Regions from separate parts of the Arachis hypogaea genome. Here region 1 is linked to region 2. Evidence: chromatin contacts called from public Hi-C data. All regions are on one chromosome and are shown on one strand. The core of a region is the stretch at or near the end of the contact, and the rest is flanking DNA. Distances in the headings are between cores, read along the strand shown. Region 1 holds the start of LOC112764254 (coronatine-insensitive protein 1). Region 2 has its middle 8.4 kb from the start of LOC140181098.

The links. A called contact is a pair of places that touch in the nucleus more often than the background predicts.
Region 1: a Hi-C map of an unstated tissue shows a contact between it and region 2, with 3 times the contacts expected there. The contact joins the promoter of LOC112764254 here to the enhancer-like site in region 2. A contact is called at or near these places in 2 of 8 Hi-C or Micro-C datasets (leaf and an unstated tissue).

What each region holds. Positions count from the first base shown.
Region 1 is chr17:11,799,455-11,805,155 of arahy.Tifrunner.gnm2.J5K5, reverse strand. LOC112764254 (coronatine-insensitive protein 1) reads right to left here and starts at 4,059. Exons shown (of 3, transcript XM_025809805.3): 1 at 2,863-4,059; 2 at 1,035-1,509; 3 at 1-341. The coding sequence starts at 3,398.
Region 2 is chr17:11,731,056-11,736,404 of arahy.Tifrunner.gnm2.J5K5, reverse strand. No RefSeq gene overlaps it. Among protein-coding and RNA genes, the nearest start is that of LOC140181098, 8.4 kb to the left of the region's middle. Within about 2 kb of position 3,909, at least 1 of the 3 cell types and tissues checked has open chromatin away from gene starts, as enhancers often do.

The sequences.
Region 1 (5,701 bases), core at 2,810-5,309, 69 kb before region 2:
AGTCTGTTGCAACCTCTTAGCAATGCCCTCACCCCATTGTCAAGGGGCAAATCAGTGATCTTCTCCTCTCGGTCGAGCAAGACGAGGCGAAAATCGCAGAGGTTTCTGAGGTGGGTGCCTATGTGTTCCAAACACGCGTTTGTGATGTCAGATACATAAACAGCCATGTATTCAAGTTCGGGGCAGCCTTGTGACAAAGCAGTTAGTCCTCTCTGGGAAACTACGCCTGCTTCTTCAGCCATTCCTTGATCATCGTCACCTCTTTCGATTCTTAGCCTTTTTAGCTTCTTGCAACTGCTGGCAAGTACTTCTAATCCTCTGTCCCCAATTACATTCCTTGACTGCCCATAAAGGAAAAATTGTAGGCTCATAAAATGAATATTTCAATTATAAACCTGTTACTAAACTATAACAAATAATAATGCCATGCAGACAACAATATATTAATACCAGTTTTCCACCAGATATATGATGGTGGTCGAATTAAATGTAATTGTAAGATCTAGTCACTTATCCAAAGACGACTAATTATGTTATATCATTCTGAAACTTATTTTTTGAACATCTTTTTTTGAGTAAGAATAAAGTTCACAATAAAGAAGGATTAACTTTCTTTTTTGTTTCTTTTTAGTTGCAAAAATACCATCTTATGTTTATCCTGTTTCGTATTTTCAAGATTTTATGAAGAAAAATAGTGAAAATCAAATCTTAACATAGTCCTGAAAGAAGAGAACATGGTCAAAATACAGTGATAAATTTTGTAATTAATATTGCAAACAGGGTACAGGAATTTGGTTATTGTCGTTAAAAGAATAAAGATTAGACAGAGTCCATAAGATCAAACCATGCTCATTGAGCAATATATAAAAATACTTGTAATTTGTAAATGACTATGCTTCCTAATAGACTTACACAAGACAGCTAAAATTTAGAAGCTTAGACTAAAAGAAATTATAAGAACAAAGATGAAAACAGTCATTGCAAGGATTTGAAGTGCTAACAAAACTTGAAACAAAAAGGTTCTGGAAACTAACCTCTAAGACTTCCAAGTTGGGGCACCTTTGAATTAAATTACAGTGATCCTCTGTGTCCAGCAATGCATATAGAAGGTCCAATTTCTTGAGTCGTGTGGCGTAAGGGAACACAATCGGCAATTCATCACTTCCAATGTATGTCAAACCCAATCGGCTTAACCTTGCTGGCAACACCACGGCATTGTACCTCTCCGGTGGCTCATTGTAGGTGCCCCCTGAGAATTCTTCGAGTGACGATGCATATCTGAAGAAGTTGACAAGATCCATGATTTCAGAATCAGTGATCTTCACAGAGGCTAAGTTGGGGCAGTTTCTGGCTATGAGCTCAAGGTCCTGAATCCTAACATGGTTGTTAATATCCGTCAAGTAATAATTGAGGGACTCAAGAACTGTGTTGTTTAGAGCAAGCTGATGGAGCCATTCACCATCGTTCTCAACTACTGCGCTTTCCTCCAAAAACAAGATTCTCAAATTCCTGCCATAAATTATTAATTCACAATCAGAACTGCATTAATCAAAAAGTTTGTAGATCATCAAGTTGGAAAAATATCATATCTAAGATTCTTAGAATGGAAATGACAGACTTATAAAACCTCTACATGACTTGAAAATTTTGAACATTATATATACATTTCCCATTCAATGATCAACTTGCATACCATTTTGACATATAGATGGAGATACAAAGACTAGCCTTTCAACATTTTTCATGGATAAAACAAAGTAAACTAAAGCTTTATATCAGCACAAAAATTTAACCAGTAATTAAGGGCAGAAACACGTTTAATAAGAAAATAAAAAAGAAAAGAAAGTAAAAAAAAGCCTGTAAAGTGACTGTGGGGAAAAAATGAGGGACAAAAGTGATTACACATTTTATAATACTAATATGGAAGTTGATTTATATTAACTCAATCATTTACTAAATTCTCTCGCTGACTTGGACATTTACATAGATACGTATCACGTCATAAGATCTTACACAAACCAGTGTTGTAAGAAAAAATATTTATACTATATACAACCGAGAAGACTAATTCAAAATCAAAATCATACAAGACGGCCTCCAACACTTAGAGATGATAGAAAAAGACAAAGGGATCAAGTAAGTTAGTTTTTTATTTATTAAAATGAAACGTAAGGTATCACGCAATGTCATATCTAAGAATTCAAATGATGAATCACTAAATTTATGAGGAAATTCCATCTTCTTTAGCCCCCCCAAATCATGAATGATGAATCACTAAACTTGTGTATAGATTAACGGGATTTGGACCTCCAACAATTTAATCTCTTGGCAAATTATCAAGGTTCACTAAAGTAATTTGCAGAGACATATATCATCAAGACTAGAACCGAATTTCAAAGGCAATGTATGTCTACCACAAGATGAGCCCGTACATAATCATTATCTAAACCATATTCATCAGAAATGGAAAATGTAATGTAGTGAAGTGGGGCACTATTACAAAGAATAGGACAATAAAAATAAAACAATACTAATTCCAAGTGCAACATAACATTAACAGTTTCCAATTAGAAGAAGAATCAAACAAAAAGTTATTTCCTTTTAAACTATTACATTCATGCAATTATTATAATATAAAATAAAATTAGTACTACTTTTTCCTTGTTTAGTTCCTTAATCCAGACACTCCTTAATAGAAAGTTAGAGATTAAAAAACTGCATTCATTAACAGTAAACATTAAATGAAGCTCAAATCCTCAAAACCAGTCCACAAACCGCAAGTGGTAGTTACCATAATTTTCATTATTAAGAACAAAATTAAATTAAAGAAAAGGATTAATTAGATAGTTAGTTAGTTATTACCTGCAAAATCTGGCAATATAGTAGAGTCCATCAGTGGAGAAGCCAGAACACTTATCAAGCTTAAGAGCTTGAAGAACATGGCCTCTGGAACGAGCAAGAAGCTCAAGATCCATATCCCTAACGATCATTCGTCGAAAGTGAAGGCTCTTAAGGCAATCGAAGTAGTGAGAGATCTCTTTAACCCAAGGAGTAACGAAACCGCCCCAATCCTCAGGTATGAGGTTGAACATGGCGGCGCGTGGCTTTCCTTTGAGCTTCAGGGACTCCAAGTGGGGGAAGCGGCGGCGGAGCCTGTCCGGTGACGTGGTGTAGCAGAGCGCGATGGTCACGTGCTTCCGAGTCAGTGAGTCCAGCTCGTACCACCGCCGGCACACCTGCGACACGGCGTCGCGGTCCTTCGGGTCGTGGATGTACGGCATCACTATGTCCAACACCACGTCCGACAGCCTCGTACTTATCATCGCCTCCATCCTCTTCTTGTTGCTCCCTCCGCCGCCGCCGCCGCCGCCGCCGCCGTCTTCCTCCATCGACGCCATCAAGCGTGGACGGCCAATTTTCTAACGTGTTGGAAGATCTCGACTTATTGGATGCAGATCGGTGTCGGGTGGAAAGAAATTAAAAAAAAAAAAACAAAAAACAAAAAGCTCAGGGGATTCACACGATTTTTCTATTCTGTTTTTTTTTTTTTAAATTTAATGCTTTGGTTGTGTTATTGAGCTACGGGGGAGGTTGAAACAGTTGAAACTTAAACCTCTTGAGAAGGTGAAGTTGACACGTGGTGAAGCGTGGAAGCGTGGGAATGGAGCGCCGCAAAAATGGGTTTAGGACGTGGAAGGAGGAGGAGAGATAATGAAAGGGTGAGTTTTTAGGGTTGAAGAAGAGGAAAGGGGACGAGGTGGGGAATCGGAGAAGAAGAAGAGATTGGAGAAGGGACGGTGGAGATTGAGAGTTGGGAAGTGTTGTCTGACAATGGAGAGGGGATTAGATCGGAGGTTGTGAAGGAAAAGAAGGAAGGGATTAGTGAAGTGAGTGGTACAGTACATTTATTAGGTAACAAATTTGGGATATCGAAGGATTTAACGGAGTGAGGTGAGAGATAAAAGCCCAAGGAAAATTTGGAGTACTGCGTAAACACAATAACGACAAATATCCCAACTCCCAGCTTCTAACTTCTAGCAACAACACTTAACTCCCTCTGTAAAAGTAACACTCTATGTAATCATCTAGAAGACTTGTAATTAGTTAGTTTTCTCCGCTATGGTGAATCATCATGTGTGTGCTAAGCTACATTCTTCTTCTATTATTATTATTACTATTAAGATGATGTTATTTTAGTTTAATTCTTATTTATTGTTAATATAAAGAAATATTTTTAATGGTGTATTATTAAATTTATTATCTCTTTTTTTTTTTTGAATTATTTTATTTAATATGATTTTTTTGTCCAATTAGTACTATTTCAGAGTTTTTTTGAAATCTTTTTAGTATTATAAAATAATTGACAAATTTAGACGAATAAATATTTTATAACACTAATGTAGTTTGACCATTACAAATATTTAAATACATTTTTTAATATATACTAAAAGTAACATTTATATCAAGACAACGTATTTTTCGTTATAGTTTGATCTATATCTACATAATAATTTTAATAATTTTATGAGTCCTTCTAAGGAGCCAATAGAATATTTGTACAAGATACTAGGGATAATAAATATTTTATGTTATGAAACCATTCATCCTAAAAGTTTAAGTTGATTTTGGGGTTAGTTCTGATACCATATCATGATATCACTTATTCCAAAAATTTTAGCCGATGAAAAAAGATAACACTAATGATTATATCTCTAATATTGAATCGGACATCTCTAAACCTCCATTATACATATTGTACAAATATTTCATTGACTCCTTATATTTTCTCTAGTTTTATATATGTGCTATAATCATAAAAGACAATAATTCATGAATATCTATTTTTCCAAAGGAAAAAAAAATCTTATTTATATGTAAACACAACAAATAATTATATATTAATATTTTTTTTTGGTGACTAATTATATATTAATATAAAACTCTTTTAAATATTACACCAGAACTAAATTTTCCTTTCTAATTTTCAAGGATTAGATTGCTCCACGAATATATATATATTACTTTTTTCTTTAAGATATTTTAATGTTTAAACATTATTTTCTTTCAAATCTCATCATAGTACAATCTTTTTTTAATGCTTTTGAATCATTAAACACCTAAACATTTATCATGGAAGGAAAATTAACCACTACAAAACCCCAATTCCATTCTAATCAATAATTGCGGGCTTTCCAAATTCAAGCCTTAGCTTGCTATTTGCGGTCATATTCTCGTCGTATTTATATATAAAATAAAAACAACTTCATCCCTGTATATAATATTCCTAATTTTTACAATTGGACTCCATACTTAGGATAATATTTAGGTGGATACTACAATGAAGATGGCAAAAATATCTTCTCATGAAGATGCTTTGGTTAAAAGTGTGGTTTATTTATTTAGCCACACTTTAAACAAAAACAACACTTTTATAAATATCAAAATCTAACCATACAATCCATCATCCAAAGGTCAAAAAGAAATATACTCATATGAAGACAATTATGCCATCTTCATTGTAGTATCCACCTAATATTTATATGTCTCTCCATTTCCTCTCTCCATCTAATAAGTCCACCCTTTTTGGAATCTAATTCATTCTCAAATCTCCTAATCCTCAAATCCCAAGTTAATACTAACCACAATAGGGCGTATCTTTAGATGCTATTAAATGTTAAAAAAATTAATAAAAAATAATAAT
Region 2 (5,349 bases), core at 2,660-5,159:
AGCATACATTCATGGGGAGCACAAAAATCAAAGGAAAAGGGGAGCTTCATGCCGAATAAAACATCAAAAGGAAGTCTCTTATCTCAACCCTTAATTCTTTTCAATTTATTTTAATAATGTTTGTCATCAAGGGGGAGATTGTTGAGTTTGTAAAAATTAAAACATGATTAAAGTGATGACCAAATATTATTGGAATTAATGTTAAATTGTTTGTGTGATATATTTTGTTAAGTGTGCAGAAAATTTATTTGATCAACCTACCCCAAGAAGCAAATGCTCAAGCCCACACGTATACACACTCTGGCCCATAATCATATTAAACATAACCAAACTTTGCTTCATCATAAGCTACTAAACCTTATGGGAGAGAAAAAAGAAAGAAAACCCATATCCACTTCAAGCTCAATTCGGTGACCACACCCAAATTCATCTCACTTCAACTAAGTTACTAACGGGGTAAACAAAGTTCAATTCAATTGAATCCTTCTTCATTTTCATCGAACAAAAACTCTCTCTTCTCTCTCCTCCTTTTCTTCCTTATCACATCAAATCTCTAAACCAAGAAAGAAGAAAGAGAAAAAATTCGAAACTAGGGCACGGTGAAGAACAAAAAGCTTGTTTCCATCTTCAAGCAAGAAGAGAAAGTAAAAAGGACTACAACAAAGGAAAGATCTCAACGCAACAGAAGATCACAAATAGGTGGTTTTTCCATTTGTACTTCACAAAGAAACTGTGAAGAAATTCTTTGAGCAACAAGCACCATTCAAGCAACTATGAAGACAGTGAAGTCAAAGGTGCTCAGTGGCTCATCAACGATAAAAAATCATACTTGGGGCCAAAGGAAGAATACACGGCCCAGATTCAAGAAGCTCGAAGAAAAAGGATGAAAGAGAATGGTAAGATTTCATGTCATTGCTTCGGCCTTCTCTCTCTCCTCTGACCACGCTGCTGCTTGTTCTGATGTTGGAGAAGAAGACAACCTAAGTGTTGGACTTGGTTCAAACATTGGAAGCTCCACTCCTCTATAATAAGGGTGAACGACCAGGGATTGAGCAAGAGAGAAAGAGTTGCTTCGATTTCCATAGCTCCTTGAGCTGTTCTTGTTCTTCTCCTTCATGGTTTTCATTTTGTAATTCTTTTTCTCAGTTTAGTCTGTTTGAATTTCATTGGAAAAAAGACAAATATTGTGAGGTTTGTAAGAAAAAGTCAATGAGTGAAAAAAGGCAGTGAGCTAGACTTGGAGAAAAAGTCATAGTTATCTCAGAAATTCTTTATAAGTCTTTCTGTTTTGTGTCATAATCCTGAGAGAATTTTTTTACAAGTTGGGTTAGCACTTTGCTATTGAAAGTTAGAATGAATCCTAGTCAAGTTCAAGTTGGATTAAAATCTGGACTTGTCATAGATAGAATTTGTCTTTAGAATGGATGGATGTTAGCTCATCCACTCTAAGCATGGTCCCCAAAATCTTTCGCACCTTTCAAAGGAAATATTTATTATATAATTCAGCTGGTAAATTAGGGATTCTGACCCACACCCAACCTTCTGCACTTCCAATTCTTGGAAAATGAAGAGAGAACGCCATCTTTAAACGAGTAAGTAATGATCTGCAATCATCCAGAGTCTTTCAAAAAGGACATATTTATAGTCATCTTGACTGTTAAATCTGACTAGAAAAAACTCTTCTTCTAAATCCATCGTTTGAATAGAGCTTTTTTTGGTCCATCTTCATTGTACCCTCTATCCAAAATTTGAAGATTCAAATTTTTGCCAAAAAATTTCACAATCAAAGATAATTTCTATGACCTACACCATTTCTCGTACTCCTCCAGACACCTCAATTTTTGGTCTAGGATTGAAAAAAACTTGTTGGTCAAACATATCATCTATAAATTCTTCTTCAGAGAGGTATCCCTTAGTCACCATCTCAACTATCTCTTCCGGATTTAATTTATCAAAACCATTGCTAATCACCATATCTCTGTAGGATTTTTGGAGATGTAAAGATTGTTTTACACACTCTTGATCGCCACCATTCTGATCATTGCTTGAGTCGATTGCTATTCCCAGATTGAGCAGAATCAGGCCCCTACTCCTCAATGCCATCCATCTGATCTACCTCTGGATTAGTTTCTAACAGGGCTCCTCCTTGAAACGCCACATTTATTTTGACCTTCTTTGTGCTTCGGTTGATTTGATCTTTTTTTTCCGGTGATCTTTTGTCTTTTTCAGTTGATTGATGTTCGGCGGACTCAGAAAAGTATCAAATGCTAAATTAAAAATACGACTTAATAAATAATAATTTAACTGGTGGCTTTCAAGTCTTCGGTTTGCCTGTTTTCACCTTATTCCAACTTGTAAAGTAGTATCTAATTCTTGTGTATATATATATATGACCAACCGATAGTAGGTTACGTGTTAAACAACCTTGACATTTCACAAGATCTTCAAGAGTTTACAAAGCTTTTTTGCTCTCGTAATTAATCAAACGAAAATTAATCATATAAACTTTTTAAATGGACTAACTGTCTTTTTATGGACCTGATGAATATACAATTTGTAGTAGTTTAAAAAGAAAATTATATGCTTTATACATAAAAAATAACTACTAAATTAGCTATTATATAAAATATATATTAAAATATAAAAATAAATTAAATAATACATACAAAAAACTTTTGAATTTTTGATGTGATTTTTAAGATGTAAATAATATTTTTTAATATTTATAAGCAATGGGGTATCCCAAAAAACATAAATAACCGCATGCAAAGAATGCATGTTATATATGACCTGACTTTGATAAGCTTAAACCATTATTCTAGTCTCCAAAAAATTTATTTATTTAGTCAAATTTTAAATTATTTTTAAGAATTATTTAAATATATTTTATCAAACAATAAATCTTTGAGAATTATCATCAGATTTCTATTTAGATAAAATGGTGCTTTACTTATTAGTAATAATTGGAATCAAATTCATCTAATTTTTTTGTTTTATATACACGAGTATATAATCAATTTGAGTTGATCGAATAGTTAGTTTATTCGTCTATTTAAATAGGTATCAGAAATTTAAATTCTGTCTTTATGGAATAATTCATTAACTAATGATAACAAACCTTTAATTAAAATTTGATTCGTAATCCATTAGTATTTAATCTGTCAAATTAAAAGATATATACGGTAAAAAAAAATGTAGAAATATCAAATAGATAAATAATCTCTTTCTAGAAGATGATATGATTAATTGAAAAGTACGCATGCTGTCTTTAACTTTGATTAAGATCAATATCATGCCGTCCTTACCAAAGATAACATGAACCATAAAAACCATGCTCTAGAATATTACAACTTACCAATTTTGCACCTAATCATAAACCTTTTTTTTTTCCTTGTGTCTCATTCCTATCAATTCAAACAATATCATGAGGTGATCACCTGCTCTAAATTTGACTTCCCAAAATTATACATCATCAGCAATCCATCAAACCAGATCATATAATCAATTGGGAGTTTGAAAATCATCAATTATGGGAAATATAATATAGGAAAAATTTCAAGTGTACCGGAAACACCAGCGTTTCAGTTGTTTTAATAGTTGATTTGAATTATAAAAAATATATATAATATATATTAATTAAAATCAACGATTAAAATAATTAGAACATCGGTATTCTCGGTATACTTAAAATTTTTCTTATAATATATATCTTTTACAAGAGGCATCAATCTCTTTAAGCAGCTCGCATAATCCCTTTTTTTTTCTTTCTAATTTTGGTTTAATAATATTTTCTTAAAGTTGTGCCAATTATGCTAAATTTTATAATCACAATCTTTGGACATTAGTGAAGTTCAACTTTTATGTACAAAAAGTTATTATTGCTTGATTCTAGACTAAAGTAACGTTTCATTGCTCCAGAGAGTCCACAAGAGAACCTAAGGGTTTGTATAAGTAAGATCCTCCAAGGGGATAAAATAATAGTAATTAATCATCATCATTAGTCCAAAGTCCTTTATTGCATTAAATAATTACAACTTGCTATTTGACAGTTCATGAGAGCTCAACTTTATTGATTTGTTTCTATTTCTGTTGCGTAGGATTTGGTTCTTTTCTATGTTGGTTGGCATATATTTTGGAGAATGGCCGAAATTCGGATACAGTTGTTTATATAGTTGTTTTTATGTGAAGTTGATATTTAAAAATTTTTAGATAATTTGATAAATTTAATTAAATTATTATCTAATAATTTTTAAGGGTTAACCACCAAAAACGTCCCCAAATTATTTAAATGCTGACAAAAATACATTTAAATTTTACTATCGATAAAAATCTCTTTAAATAATTTAAAAATACAACAACAATACCCAATAGTAAATATATATTTTCAAAAAATACCTTAGAGATTGAATTTTGATGCCATTTTTTGCAAGCATAATTATAAAAATAATATATTATTATACATAAAAATTAGTGATTTTTTGTTAAGTATATAATTTTTTTATAATTATTTTTGTTAACAATCAATAATATTTTTAAAAATTACAAAATAATATATACTTAATAAAAAATCACCAAATTTTAAGAATAATAATATCTCATTTTTTTAATTATACTTGTAAAAAATTGCATCAAAATTCAATCTCTAATGTATATTTTGAGAAATACATATTTAATGTTAGTTTTTTTGCAAGATTATCTAACATTAAATATGTATTTCTCAAAAAATATATTAGAGATTGAATTTTGATACAATTTTTTGCAAGCATGATTGAGAAAATGAGATATTAGTATCCTTAAAATTTGGTGATTTTTTGTTGTGTATATATTTTTTTTGTAATTTTTTTGTTAACAACTAATAATACTTTTAAAAAATCACAAAAAAATATATACTTAGAAAAAATTATCAAATTTTAAGAATAATAATATCTCATTTTTTTAATTATTCTTGTAAAAAATCACATCAAAATTCAATCTCTAAAATATTTTTTGAAAATATATATTTACCGTTGGGTATTGTTGTTATGTTTTTAAATTATTTAAAGGTATTTTTGTCGATAGTAAAATTCAGGTGCATTTCTGTCAGCGTTTAAATAATTCAGGAGCGTTTTTGGTGGTTAACCCAATTTTTAACTATCAACTTAATATAAAGATACATACATGTGAGTCTTTATCTTAAAAAAATATGTAAAATGTTCTGTTTTTATCCTTTCTTATTTGTCCAATTAAACTTTAACATAACAATGCAGTAAAATAGAGAAAAAAAAAACTTTATTAATTAAGAGAATAAAGGGACATGAAAATATTGGATATGTATTTGAAATACAGATGCTCATGATAACGGGATAGATT